Linked DNA regions of Sus scrofa: region 2 is linked to region 1. Evidence: chromatin contacts called from public Hi-C data. All regions are on one chromosome and are shown on one strand. The core of a region is the stretch at or near the end of the contact, and the rest is flanking DNA. Distances in the headings are between cores, read along the strand shown. Region 1 holds the start of PRDM13 (PR domain zinc finger protein 13). Region 2 holds the start of SIM1 (single-minded family bHLH transcription factor 1).

Evidence for each region. Hi-C and Micro-C count contacts between places; a contact is called where the count stands out from the background.
Region 2: a contact with region 1 is called in a Hi-C map of brain, with 10 times the contacts expected there. The contact joins the promoter of SIM1 here to the promoter of PRDM13 in region 1. A contact is called at or near these places in 6 of 47 Hi-C or Micro-C datasets (brain, embryonic fibroblasts, epiblast stem cells and 3 more).

What each region holds. Positions count from the first base shown.
Region 1 is chr1:66,535,387-66,542,546 of Sscrofa11.1, forward strand. It overlaps PRDM13 (PR domain zinc finger protein 13), which reads left to right and starts at 3,675. Exons shown (of 4, transcript XM_021074969.1): 1 at 3,675-3,818; 2 at 5,325-5,456; 3 at 5,734-5,854. The coding sequence starts at 3,675.
Region 2 is chr1:67,289,576-67,296,735 of Sscrofa11.1, forward strand. SIM1 (single-minded family bHLH transcription factor 1) reads right to left here and starts at 3,561. Exons shown (of 11, transcript NM_001172585.2): 1 at 3,210-3,561. The coding sequence starts at 3,384.

The DNA of each region.
Region 1 (7,160 bases), core at 2,425-4,924:
GCGCCTCGGGGGCCGCGCAGCTGGTCCACACTGACCCGTCCGCCCGGCCGGCGCGGACACCCTGCGGGCGGGCGAGGGGGCGCGGCCCCCTCCACCTCCGGCCCAAACTCGACGGAGTCCCCAGGCATCTGCCACCCCCGCGGTATTGCCTGGGGTCCCTAACCCCGCGCGTTCCCCCTATGCCAAGGTTCCGGACTCTGCGGGCCTGCCGGAGTGAGGTTGGTGACTCCCAACATCCGGATCCTCAAGGCCAAGGGCCACGGAGTAGCCGACTTGCGGCCCCCGCCCCCACCGCCCCCGGAAATCTGAAGACTAGGGATTTGAGCCCCGGAGACCCGCAGCTCAGCGCGAGGTCCTACCCGGGCTTTTTTTCTCTAGGCGGAGCCCAGCCGGGTCACACGTGCGCGGCGCGGTCAGCGTTTCTAGTCCGGCGCTCGGACGCCACCAGGCGCTGGCAGGGGCCGCCGCCAGGCGCAGCCAAGCTGAGCTCAGCGGCTCGGTGGGGGTCGGCCCCTAGCGGTCCCAGGCTGCGGTTCTTCCGCGCCCACACCTGGTTAAGGAAAACCTGTTACCGGGGAGGCGGACTTGATCTCGTAGTTCCGCCGTGGGCAGCGAGCAGGGCAGCCTCCAAATCCTGCCTGGCCCTGCACCTCGGTGCAGAAGGGATTTCGCTTTAACAGGGCCTCTGGACGCCCATTTTCAGTCCATAAAAAAGCCGAGTGGAATGTTTTGATTGAGTCTCAACATTGTCTTTGACTAAGGCTGAGACCATGTAATTAATGTGTCTTTTTAATAAGGGACAATACGGCCGTTCAAGCTATTTAATTTCATTTAATTTTCCATCCCATTTGCTGCACAGCCCGCTTTTACTTTTAACACCCAGGCTTTCACGGCCCATCTTGCTCCACTGGGCACATTAGATTGGTTTCACCCTTGCTTTTTAGGGGAGGAAAAATAAAAGAAAATGTGTTCCTTTCCTCCTTTGTGGACAATTTATTTCACTTGGGGAACTTCAACTCTGAGCCACAGGACAGAATAAAACTGGGCGAGCTGGTGTGAATGCCTCTGGCGCAGTCCCTTTCTTCTCGAGGGGCTGGGAACCAGCCACAATTGGCTATATTAATAAATAACTTTCCTCACAGTCGGCCTTTACATGGTCCTATTGATAAAATTGTTCGCGTGTCGTTCACGCTTTTTCACTCATTAAGGAGGGCCGGGGAGGAGCCCCAAACTCAGGCCTCACGCTCGCCCCTTCCCGCTCGCAGTGCTGGTAATTTAAACTGAGTGTCATCCCGGAGTCGGAGTCGCCAGGCCAGAGGTTAGAGGGACATGTTCATGGCTTAAATTTATTGCCCTCCACTCTTCGGAGCGGCTTCCTCTCCTCCTCCCCTCCCCCTGCTTTTGCCATTCATGGGCCGCTGGATCAAAGGCTCCCTCCTCTCCGTCGAGGGCAGCCTTCCTGGCCCAAAGAGGGGCAGTTGGAAGGTTAAGAAGGAAAAAAAAACAAAAAACAAAAAACAAAAAAAACATCAGTAGCATCTCCTTCAGAAAGTGGCGCTGGACACGGTGTGGATGCACGGATAGAGCGACCGCAGCATTTGGCGGCCCAGCCCAGTCTAGCGGCTCTCTTTTCCGCCCCAACTGCACGTCTACACAGGCCTTGGAGTTAAGATCGTCCATCCCTGTATCACCACACTGTCTGACTTGAGAGGAGTAGACTTGAGACCCTTGACCTGGCCTGACCTGGCCCTGTTACACAAATCGCGAGTTTCGGAGCGTCCTAAATTCATGCACCTTATAGATCATTGCTAAGGACCTTCACACAAATCCTAGTGAACAGCGGGGTGGATGCCAAGAATCTGCATCACCATTCCCATTTCACGGATTAGGAGATTGAGGCTCTGAAGTAATACCCAAAGATGCTCCGACTCTTGAGTGACAGAGCTGACTGAACGACGTTGAGTCTCCTGACATTGTCCAGTATTTCCAACGCAGGTCTCCATCGAAGGGTACCACAGGAGCTTCTCTGCGGGCCTTGTGGGACAATCTAAATTACAGGTGTCGCCACCTTGCGTATTGTTTCTGTCATTAATCAGTGTCATCCCTGCCAGCGGCCAAAGAACCGCAAGGCCCAGGGGCAGAGGTGGGTGGAGATTGTGGCGTGTCTGTAGCAGGGAGTCCTGCTGGTTGGGCCTCCAACACCAGACCCGAACCCGGAGCCACTCAAGCCTCTCTTGAAATACTGGTCAGTAAGATTTGGGTAGCAGCGCTCGGGTCGAGCAGCGCATGGCAGGTGCAAGCAGAATTGTCACAAATATCTAATAAACTCGATCACTCGGCTATCTTATGAAAATAAATGTCCTCACATGAAATCAGAGGTATCCCCTAGAAGAAAATGAGGAGCATTCTGGTTTAACTACGAAGTACCCAGTCTCCCAGCTTATGAGCTGGGCTAAAGGAAGGAGTTATCAGGAGTTATCAGCACCCACCCTGCCCTCTCTTCTGTGACTTTTGTTAAAGTGCTTTAAAAAAAAAAACTTTTTTTTTTTTTTGGTTATTGGGAAATTAGCCCCAAGGAATTCTTCCTCGTTTTAAACTTAAAGGCAAATTATGACTTGAGTCGGCTGGTTGGCCTGTGGGGAGATGTGCTTAAAACCCAAAGGCAGACCCCCTCTTCAATCCTCCAGTGCGGTCAGGGCACGCGATCCCCCCCGCAAGGCTCGGCCCTGCGGCCGCTTCCCATTCTCCAGATAAAGTGCGGGCCGGGGGTGCACCCGGGAGCAGAGATGCACAGCTGACCTCGTCTCCCCAAACTGGTCCCCACCCTTCATATTTCGTGGAGAAATTGGACAGAAGGAACGATAAAGCGGTTCTAAATAGACGACTGGCCTGAACCCAATCCCCTGAAATGGTAATATGGTCGTTATTTAAAAAGTGTAGGTATTTTCTGGTGTTTTCCCATCAAGTACCTGCCTAATTTCTGTATGGCACACGCCAGAAATCAATAGAAGTTAACAAGTCCTCCAAACAGTCCCCATCTCTTTGTTTAATGTCCTTTACAATAAAGCCAAGGGGAGAGAATTAAAAATCTTTGAAGTAGACCAAGGCTCAAAGGAATCAGCCAAGTAGACTTAAAGTAGTCACTTATTTCCCAAAACTGGTTTGTCGGTGAACAATAAAAGGAAGTAAAATTTATGGAGAAATTATACAGTGGATTTGTCACTTAAAATATCGTAACTGTCTCGAGGACAATACCCCATGCTGAGGATTAATGGTCCCGCCGGACCTTTGATTCACCAGCGCCTTTTCTTCGCCCTTGACAAATTGGATTTTTAGGAATGGGAAGGTCGCCTGGACCATTGTGCGCCAGCCATTCAGAGGCCTCGATTATGCAGGGGGCTGAGGGAACCACTCCATGTGACCCTCTCGGGTGGGACTCTGCAGCTGCTCCACAGCGCAACTCTCTCACCAAACTCCGCGCCCTTGCGTTCACCGTGCCAAAAGGCGCCCGCCCAGATTGAAAAGGCGCAGTGCATGCCCTGCCGCGTCACTCCGCGGGCGGAGGACGCACGTCGGGGCGCGGCTAGCGGGTTCTCGGGCGGCTCGGGATCCGTCACTCGCGCCCCGCGGAGGCTCCGGTACGCCCGAACGCCTGCCTGGCGGCGGCGGCAGCAATGCACGGAGCCGCCCGCGCTCAGGCCACCAGCGTGAGTGCCGATTGCTGCATCCCGGCCGGCCTGCGCCTCGGGCCGGTGCCCGGGACCTTCAAGCTGGGCAAGTACCTGTCAGACCGCAGGGAACCTGGGCCCAAGAAAAAGGTATTAGCTATTCCGACCTCAGCCCTCTGCCTTTCGCCTCCCCTTTGCCCCGGCCCAGGAAAAGGGTAAATAGGGCTAGGGGAGGGGAAGGGTGATTACCGTTACCTGACAGTTGTGCCAGGTGCAAGGGGATTCCGATCATTCCTCACAAATCGCATTAACAGAGAGCTGGGCATGGGCCGGGCTAGGGGAGAGGATGTGGCTGAGGGGGACAGCCTCTGGGTAGGGTGCATGGGTCTCTTTATGTGCCAGGATCACTCCGAACCCGGCGTTTTCCTCACAGCGCTGGTGTCTCCTTCCCAGAGGTGGACCTCCATACCCCTTCCCATCTCTCTTGGCAAATATACTTTTTCTCTGTTATACAACGCAAAGGCGTTGAGGATTTTTTTTTTTTACCTCTGCCCCCCAATAAACTAACTTGAGGCTTAAATTTACCTTCAAATAATTTAATATCATCGCCTCTGAAAAAATTATCCTTAGGAAACTCTTAGTTCCTAGAACCTCCCCAGGTGTTTCTTTCCGCGGTGTCTGCTTGCAGATTTGGGATGAGTGGAGAGAGGTCGCGCCAGGTGGTGGCTCTGACGCGGGCTTCGGGGCGAGGAGAGCCCACCCGCGTGGGGTGCCGGGGAGGGGCGCCTGCGGCCGGGCTCGGAGGGGCCAGGATCGCAGCTGGGAGGCGTCGGGGCCAACCCGTCAGCTCCAACTCCCCAAACAGCATCTCGACCCTTGACCAGAGAAAGGTTCTGACAGGCCCCCGCCTTCCCTGAGGCATCCCAGCGGGCGAAGGTCGGTCAACCCGCACCGGGAATGAAGTCCGGTGGCTGGGAGAGGGGGGGAATGGGAAGAGGACCTTTAGCTTGGAGCGTTCTAGTACGGAATGCTCTGGAGGCCCCGCCGGCGGGACCTGCATCTGGCTCATCACGGAATCGTCCCCTTCCCTTGCGGACTAAAGCCCAGCTCGCCGCGCACCACGCCTCCTTCTGTAAACGCGCTCTAATTGCTTTTAAATGGCCGGTCGGCCAGAGGCCGCTTTGTTCAGACACTTTCGCCGCGGGGCTCACGGGCACCTCCGCACATCGTCTTGGTGTCGCAAGAATGGGTAGGAAAGAGCGGGTGCGGGACACCCTGCGTTCTCGGACTGACTTCGTAATGTCTCTGTCCTGGTATCGGGGCTGCTTTCAGAGTCCCGAGAGGGAAAGCTGAGGTGGGGGGCAGGGAACGTCTTGGTACGAGTTGCGCGCTGGCGCTGGGGAGGATGCTTTCACTGCCCTTCTTGTCGCAGTTAGACAAGACGGGGGGACTGTTATACGTGCCAGCCTCTCCTCTTCCTCCCTCCCCCAAGCAAGGGTCATAAGGACTTACCCCCCCCCCCCAGCAGCCCACAGCGATCTGGCCAAAGCGAACACGACCATTTTTGTGAGTCGGGTGGGGTGGAAGCTACGCTTTCCCTCTCGGTTGTGGGCCTGGTCGTGGCGTGGGGGAGAACGACCACTGCTTGTGTTGCAGGTGCGCATGGTGAGAGGGGAGCTGGTGGACGAGTCCGGGGGCTCCCCCCTGGAGTGGATAGGGTTAATCCGGGCAGCCAGGAACCCCCAGGAACAGACTCTCGAAGCTATTGCAGATTTACCCGGAGGACAGGTACTGTGGGCTCCCCCCCCCCAATTCTACCTACCAAACTGGCATTGAGGCGGCCACCAATATCAAAAGCAAAGCACTTTAGCTAGAGGTCTCATTTAAAAGTCCCCAAACCCTATAAGGTAGCTACTATTATTTTTCTCCTTTGGAGATCCAGAGAGGCCCGATAGCTTTTCCAGCGTCACACAGTTTCAGAGCAGGAATCGAATCTTTCCTCTCAGTTGTTTTTTGACTGATTACCCAGGAAATGACAGCAAGCTGTCCTGTTCCTTGGTCTCAGATCTTCTACCGAGCACTTCGAGACGTCCAGCCGGGGGAGGAGTTGACTGTGTGGTATTCCAACTCCTTGGCGCAGTGGTTTGACATCCCCACGATTGCAACTCCGACGCACGACGAGAAAGGTACCGCCTCTGAGAAGGCCTCCTGGACAGGGCGGCTGGGCGAAGGTCCAGCCTTCCTCTGGTCTTTGGGCGAGTCCCCAGACTTGGAGGGCCTTTTTCTTGCGTTGTGTAAAACTGAATTCACGCTCCCTGTCGGATTAGGCAGAGACTACGTCACCACTACTTGAAATAAACAGTAAATGATAACAACAGACAATCATAATCTGGCTTGAGGGTGGTAGGGAAAAAAATACACTTCATGAATTTCATGGGGGTCATCCTTTCCAATTGCATGCCCAAAGAAATAGTTTCTTACTCACTTAAGAATCAATAAAGATGCCCAAAACATGTTACTAGAGAAACCACATCATAAGCTCCAAAAAGTGTAACTCAAACCTGGAATGCTTTTAGAAACTGGAGGGGCATCTCTTCACTGGTTTGGAGAAGAGTAATGTACTTCTACAGCACTTTAGATTCATTACGGTGCTTACAGCTGGTCAGTTGGCAGGTACTGAGGCCCTACCATTTAAATGGTATTTATTCATTTCCCCCTCCCTACTTAAATTGAAACTGGGATGTATCCCAGTTTCTTCTCAGATTTATTTGATCCCTTCCAAAGCCCAGAGCGGATTTATGCAAATTAAGGTGCAGGAACTAAAGAGAAAAACATTTTCAAACCTTCCCTAGAACACTGAGGAACACTTCCTGTGGAAAAAAGCTGGGAGGAGCTAAAATAGTTACCATCTTGAGTCTCTCATTAATGTGCACTGCTTCCATGACTTTCTCTTTTCTATGTCAGTTGTTTTAGTTTGTAATTTCTCCTAAAGACACAGTTATAAAGTCAACCTCATGAATGCTGTGAAATATTTTAACATGTTCTCCTGAACTGCCTGCTCAGTCTCATTTCTCTAGAAATTGTGTTGAAGAAATGAAGTATGGGAATTTTAAAACACTTAATGAATAAGAGAGGATGAAGTTTATTCAAAATGATGAATCAGTTCACTTCACAGTATCACTATCTTCTGTTGAGTAGTTCTCTGAATTTGTGGGTAGATTTGAATGTACAGAGTTCGTAAGTAATTATCCTAGTTTGCTCCTTGCATCACATTACATTCTGTCAACTTCTTCCAGTAAAGAGCAACATAACAAAAGCCCCACAGTGGAGAACTCTCAAATTTGCTATCACAGAACAATTCCAAGGATGACCGGCCTTTGGGAACCAGGAATTTCTACACAGAACACCCTTCCTTAGATGTTCTCAAATAGTATCAAAGCAACTTGTTTGAGTGGTTGCCCTTATGTTTTCAGTTCAGTCAATGGAGCTTAT
Region 2 (7,160 bases), core at 2,311-4,810, 750 kb after region 1:
TTTTAATGATTTCACAGTAATCATCCCAGAGTTTTGTTTTTTACTATGAAATCTCCAATCTAATGCTTAATTCTTAATTATTACCGGCACCCATATCCTAGTCCTCTGTTCTCTTTCTCAATTGCCCCCTAACAGCTCAATTTTATCTACTCAGATAAATAAAAGCTGAAGTTTGCTCCCAGACAAGGAATCTACTAGACCCTGGGGAGGGGAGTGGGAATTGTATTCAGCAAATGATAAGGGAGGGAATTAGCTATATTTTAAGGATTTTTAAATTTGTTTCAAATGTAAGTATGAAGGGATTTCTGTTTGTTGATTTAAGTAAGACTTTTGGCATTACTGGGTATTATAGATAAAATGGAATATGAGCAAAACCAGTGAAGTTTTACAGTCATTGTAATGCCTGTAATTAAGATCACCAGATTGAGAATTATTTTAGTTGTATGCCTAGCAAAATCCATATTTTACATGTGATAGAAATCTTCCCCCATGATGAAATAGTTACCTTCATCCCAACCCTAAAATTTTATTGAAGACATACTATGTGCTAAGATGGTGTCAAGATGGATGTAAAAAGAACTTCATTTTCAAACAAATTCTTTCCATTTCTCATCACTAAAAAAGATGACCCGCAGTTTCCCCAAACAGCTATGGACCCAATCAAGTTCTTCCCTCTGCCTTCAGTCAATAGCTGAACCCAAATTTGGCACCCTCTGCAGGTTGTGCCTGGTTCTGAGGCTGTTGATTATTTCACTCCTTTGACGCTGTTGGTTTTATTGTTTGTTGCTGTAGTTCTTTAATATTTTAAAGGGGTGTATCTGAGTTTGGGACTTTTGAGGCTAATATGTCCTCAAAATTAAAACCTCATCCCTAGGAACCAGCTGTCCGGATGGCCCTGTCTAACTCACCCAGTGGAGGAGGCTGAGGGTGAGTTATGAGCTCAACAGTAGCTGGAGAAATAAATGATGTGCCCAGAGTTCACACATCGTCCACCCCCTCCTCCCCATAAACTCACACTCTGTCCACAAAGGAAGGGAGAGGAAGGAGGGGCCCGGGGCCCAGAGCCGGAAAGGAAGGTGAATGTGGCTGAAGAAAGCACAGTCACCTTTAAAGTAGCCACAGGGGACAGGCCTGGCCACCAAGGGGACTCTGGCAGGAATCTTACCAGCGCTCTTTTTTTAAAATAACGAGAAGTTGGCTAAGAGAGTTTACTTTTTGCTCGTCCTATTTATTTGTCATGCGATGTATAATTTGTGGAGTTAGCCCTTAATTAAGCAAGAAAGCTTACTCTCTTAAAAACAAAACCCAAACAACCAAACCCAACTTGATTCCCTCCAGCTGCGCCTACCCGGGGTCTGCACTACACAGAGGAGCCCCTGGCCCAGCGACTCCCCGTGTTCTGGGTCCCCCTCTGCTCCTGCCCGGGAACTCCGACCCGCTTTTCTTTTCCTCCGCGATTACTCGCTGCCTCACAAGCAGCACATATGCTTCTCCTGATCAAACAGCGAGCGACATCGGCACCGATAATTGACGAGACCCGTTAGAAATCACGCAGAAAGGGAACCCACTGAGACCGCAGGGGCTGACAAATCACTGCTAATAATCCTGTTAGGAACAGAGCGGCCAGCGAAGTTCACAATAGCTTTATTTATATAAAGTAGGCGCTGACAGTATAAAGACAACGAGATCTCTTTTTTAAACAGAAGGCAATGTAGCATTAAGAGTAATTTCCCCACCAGCAATTCCTAGCACAGTTTAAATAGGAAATGAGGTTTTTAATATATAAGTTCCTCCTTTCCCCCCCCTTTTCCTTTCTTTCTTTTCTTTTCTTTTTTTTTTTTTTTAAACTTTTCAGGTACATTAGGTTTTGATTCCTCTCCTCCGTGGTTTCCAGGGTCAGATGAGATTGTTCAGGGACCTGCTTTTAGACAAAATGACTACAACACTATTTGTAGTTTTGAATTATAATTTCAAAGTTTTCTTTTAGTGGCCCTGGCTAATTTGGAGGCATGTTTTGCAAGATTTTGATTTAGACAATAACTTTCAGTCAAGATGAAGAAAAAGTGAAACTCAAAGCCCCATAATGATTATTTCCTTCCCCCTATTTCCTCAAAAGGAAACAACAAACTCCCAACTTCCAAAATCAACAATAACACAAACCTCTCCGGGTCAAATAAGAGGTTCTTGTTTGTACACAAACAGGGTTCTTTCTCTTGGATTTTTGTTTGTTTAGTATTCTCTCCTTTACATCTCCAAATTCCCTTCCCCAACAAAGACATATCTAAAATATATTTTTAATCTGTGTATATTATTTAAATGTGGGTAAAGGAAAGAATAAGGAGATAGAAGAGAGAAGAATCCTCCTAGTGAATATAAATTGTTTTATACAGGACAGCTTTCTATGAAGGCTACTCTGTTCTCACATGTGAATCTTGACAATCTAAACATACATTTTAAATCATGTCAACATCTCAGCTATTCTAATTTCTAGGCCTTATAAGAAGACAATATCCCTAGAGATCTGTTTGCCAACCTACTACATAGAAGATAGTTTCTAAGTGGTCTAGTCATTTTAATTCAATCTTAGGATTAAGCCCAGAGTTGCAAATCACCAAGCCCCAGATTTAGTTTCAGAATCTGTAAACACCTCAAAAACTCAGAATAAATTTACTAAAAAGTAGTAAAAGGACTAGGTAAATTTAGGACATATTTGTTCATGGATATGCCTGTTCCTCATCTGCAGAATTACTGACATATAAAGAAAATATCTGGCTTAGCTAGCTTCATGTACATGGGTTTATCTAGACAAAAGAAAAATACAAGAATCTGGAGGTGTTCCTGCTTTAAGCTAAATACAATTCTAACAAAAGTAATAAAAAAAGAAAGTCATGTTTGGATTAGTTAGTATACTTTCATTTGAGCTTTATATCTAAGTGTTGACAATAGCACTGTTGGGCTGCTTCCCAATCAAACACATCTGATGGACTGAAGAGAAAGTGTTAATGGGGAAGTAGAAAGAGCCAGGAAAAGGCAACAGAAATTCTAAATCCAGAGAGCTCCTTAGTTAGGCAGCCATGCTAAACTTCTCTTTGCAGAGAGTGTGCATGTTAAATGTGAATGTAATTCTCTGCCCAGTGGTGTAGGTTCATTCACTGGCAAATCCTGTACCCCTTCTGCCTTTGAAATTCCATCTGGGCAAAGTCACTTACCTTCTGGGAACACTACTCTCATTTTGAGATAGCTGGTGGTGAGTCTGATTATGGATGCTTTGTCCAGCTGCGAGGTGATAGCCGAGGGCAAAGGCAGTAATTTAGCCAGTTCATAAAATTCACTGTTTTCCTTCTCCCTCCTAGTCCGGGCAGCATTTTTGGACTTCTCTTTCATCGTGTCTCGTTCCCCCTTTCTTCTTACAACATAAATTCCACAGATTCATCCAAAACCAAAAATAAATTTTCAATTAGAGATCACACTTGGCAAAAACATAAAGCATACTCTGGTGAGACTGAAGTCTTTGCTTCAGTGTTCTGATGGTGGTAAAAGACCAACTCGGCGACCAGAAAATACTTTCTTTAAAAATCTGGGATGCGAGTAGAGGAAAGTTGCAGATCCACGGCAATTCGGGCAATCCTAGGCTTCGCTGGGTATCAAATGTTGGCGGGACGCCGGAACAGCCAGCCTGTTCTTCGGTTCCTCGCGGCGAACCCGGGTCCTCGGGAAATCGACATAATAATCCCCGACGTTTGCTCTCAGTCCCACGGCCTTTGAAGCGGCCCTTTGGGAAGAACAGGAATGCCGGACAGCTCTTTCAGGCCACTGTGAAGACAACATCAGAGCGTAAGAGATCTGCAGCTCCACAATCACTCACGCGCTTTCCCGAATTCCGAAAAAATGGCCGGGAAGGGCCTCAGCGCGCCTCGGCTTTCCTCGCCAGGCTTGGTGTTTTGGTTGGTTGGTTGGTTTTGCTAAGATATGGAGAAATCAGCAGCGAGACTGAACCCCCTGTAAATACTGCTCGCATTCTCTCACCCCTGCCAGACACATTCTCCGGCCCCCTGGGAAGTTGCCCAAACAACCAAACGCAGATTTTGGAAGACCCTCGGGAGCCCCCTCGGCCGCGGGTCCCCGTGCCCGCGCCCAGGCCAGGCGCACATCCCAGGAAAGCAGGTTTCCGCAAATCAGAATTCCTCCAGAGCGCTCGGGCGCCTTTCTGTCCCCCCACTTTGGCAGGTCGGGAACTTGGCTCTTTAACTTGGGTCTCAAGTCTCGGACATTCCTCAAAAGTGGCACTTACACATCAAGTCCCTCGGGACTGCCGAGGAGGCGACCCCGCGCTCTCCTTGCCCAGCAGGGGCGGCAACACGCGGGGCACGGCAGCGCCAGGTTAACAGGTGGCACATTCACAACAGCCCCTCACAGGCACCGCGGGGTGGGAGGCGCCCGGCCTCACCCCTCCGCCGTAGAGCTGCGGGCGCCGCCGGGCGGGCGCCGCCGGGCGGGCGCAGGGCGTCTTCCGCTTCACCTACCTTCAGTCCCCGCTGGCGGCAAGGCGTGCGGAGGCGCCCACCTTTTAACTGTACTCATGCCTACCGTCCAACTAAGCCACTCCGCGGGCCTCTCTGCTTCCCACCCGCAGAGAGGAGCAGAGCGCGCCTTGACTGTCTTTTCTTTTCTTGGTCATGAATTGGGGGAGGGGTGCGTGGGAGAAGGAGGAGGGTGTTGGCTTTGGGACGGCTGAGGTGGTTCTAGAGTCCTCCTCCTTGGTAGTTGCTACGAAGCCAATATTATCCCTAATTGGAAGCCAAAAGCGCCCCCCTGTAACTTCTTTATGGCTTATGGGGTTTAGCTTCAACTTCACTCCCGGGCTTCTTCTCTCCCGCCCTCCCTTGATGCCACTCACAAACCTCCTTGCTTTCCATTGGCCTGGCGCGTCCCGGGGCATCACGCTCATTGGCTGACCAGGCTGAGTGACGCGAGCAAGCCCCGCTCCTCCCCCCCATCCCGCCCTCCGGAGCTCCTAGCTATCTGCTTGCTTACCCGCGTGGCCGCGGCGCTCCTAATGAGACCAGGGCACCGGTGTCTGCGCTGCCCCGCAGCCGCTGCCGTTCCCAAACTCCCGGGCCCGAGGGTGATGTGCAGGACCCGCGCTCCCCACGCTCCCGTGAACCGAGCGGCTGCGCCCTCAGCCCTGAGTGCCGGTCTCCCAAAGCGGCGGAGAGGCCGTGGGGCCGCAGAGGTTGGGCCCGGTGCCTGGGGCGCCCGGCAGGAGAGGCAGGAATAGGCCAGGCTGCGCGCTGCGTTCGACCAAAGGCCCACCAGGCGGCCGCGTCCTTCCCGAGGGCAAGTCGCGGAGCCCACAGCGTGCGCTGGCCGGTGTTAGGTTATATTTCCTCTTTCGCCTTTCTCTGAAGCCACAGCGACACCGAATTCATCGCCAGAGAATTGTTTTTAAATTAATCCCAAAGAGGAGCGTCTTTTTCGAAGTGGGTCGAATTTGGGGGCTAAATTGTTCATCGTTGAAAGCTCAGTCATGGAGTTTTCCTATGGGAGCAGATAGGGGACACTAGGGGAAAAAGAGGTTACGATTCAGGTCAAAATAGGGTTAGATAGAGTCGTTGATAGAGAAGTAGGTATCTCGTAACAATGCGTTATCTTAAACGTGAGCGAAGACTTTTTGTTGGGTTTTGTTTTAGGAAACAAAAGTCCAATGTGAATATTCCTTACAGAAAGGATACAGCCTGCATAAATGGATTTACAGCATTCCTTTATGGGAGCCAATTAAATACGCTAGTAAGTATGATTGCTGACAAGTTATATTTAAGAGAACCTCTAATTTGAATCGCCTTCTCTGTCATCTGAGGATAGACAACAGATAGCAACGGAAAAAGTTCACTCGACCTGGAAGACAATTATAGCTGCTTACGAATCATTCCATACAGATGCGATTCCCTGCTTGGTTTTGGTGCTGCTGATAACCACGATTCTGCTCCTGGAGGTGGACTTGGAGGTAGCTGTTTCATCAGCGATAAAAGAGTGAAAATACCAGTCATGTTGCACTCCTATCATTTGTGCCGCTAATTGCCTCTAAGAAAACATATACTCTGAAGAGGATGGTGTGCCATCCTGACGATATTCCGAACAACTTTAAGAGCATTTGTTCAAAAAGACATACATCTGCCACCTCCTTGCTGCCCAAGGGCCGTAAGCTCCCAGAAGGACATTTTGGGGGGTATTTACACATCTGGGAAACACCTGGCAGGAGAAGGTGGTGAACGTTCTGGATAGAAAGATTAAAAAAAAAAAAAAGAAGAAGAAGAAGAAGAACTAAACAGAGATTTTGTAGGTGTTCCCAAACTGGAAGCCAGAGAATGGGCTCTAACCTAGAAAGAGGAGTCATTTCCCCAGAAGCTGTTGCCACTTAGAAACCTGGCTCTGGGCAGTTCAACCAAGCAATGCACTCAACAAGAGATGCGGAGGGATATGGAGTGTACTGTGGCTCCCTCATACACCGGATTCCAGAAAGACCAGATAAGATCAAGTTTACTAATAACAAGAAAAGGAGGGGAGGGTGGAAAGGGTAGGAGAACCTTCCCGGAGACCCTTCTTTCTCCCCAACCCCCTGACCCCCAATCTGGACAGATCTTAAGGGTAAAATGGAGGGGCCTGACGAAGCAATGGCACTTCAGGGGTACAAAGCAGTTTTCTCTTCCAGCTGTGTTCTAGAAAGGATTTTAATTTAAGTCGATGGTTATTGTAAACCCTATCTCTACTTCAAACAAAAGTGCAGGTGTGTCAGTGCTTTTCTTCTGCCTGAAACCCTTGCCTGGGGGCAGGGACTCTGAGTGGTCAGGCAGTGCCAGGCTCCCCATACAGAGTGCGTTTTGAGCGGAAAACCAGTGTTTTGCAATCAGAAGCAAGATAGATGGGCAAAATGAGTATGGATGTCGTCGCACCAAAGACGACGTCGGAGGTGGGGGCCAGGAAGGCTGCTCCTGCTTCGCAGTGAAGCTCAGCAGTCGATGAACCGAGTGGGTGTCCTTTAATAAACAAAATGAATGCCCGGCCATGTGGTGACTGTCCCCTCGCTAAGTCCTCCGCACACAACTGTCTGAGCCGCGTTTACCGAAAGAGTGAATTAGCATGGCGATGTAACACCTGTTTTT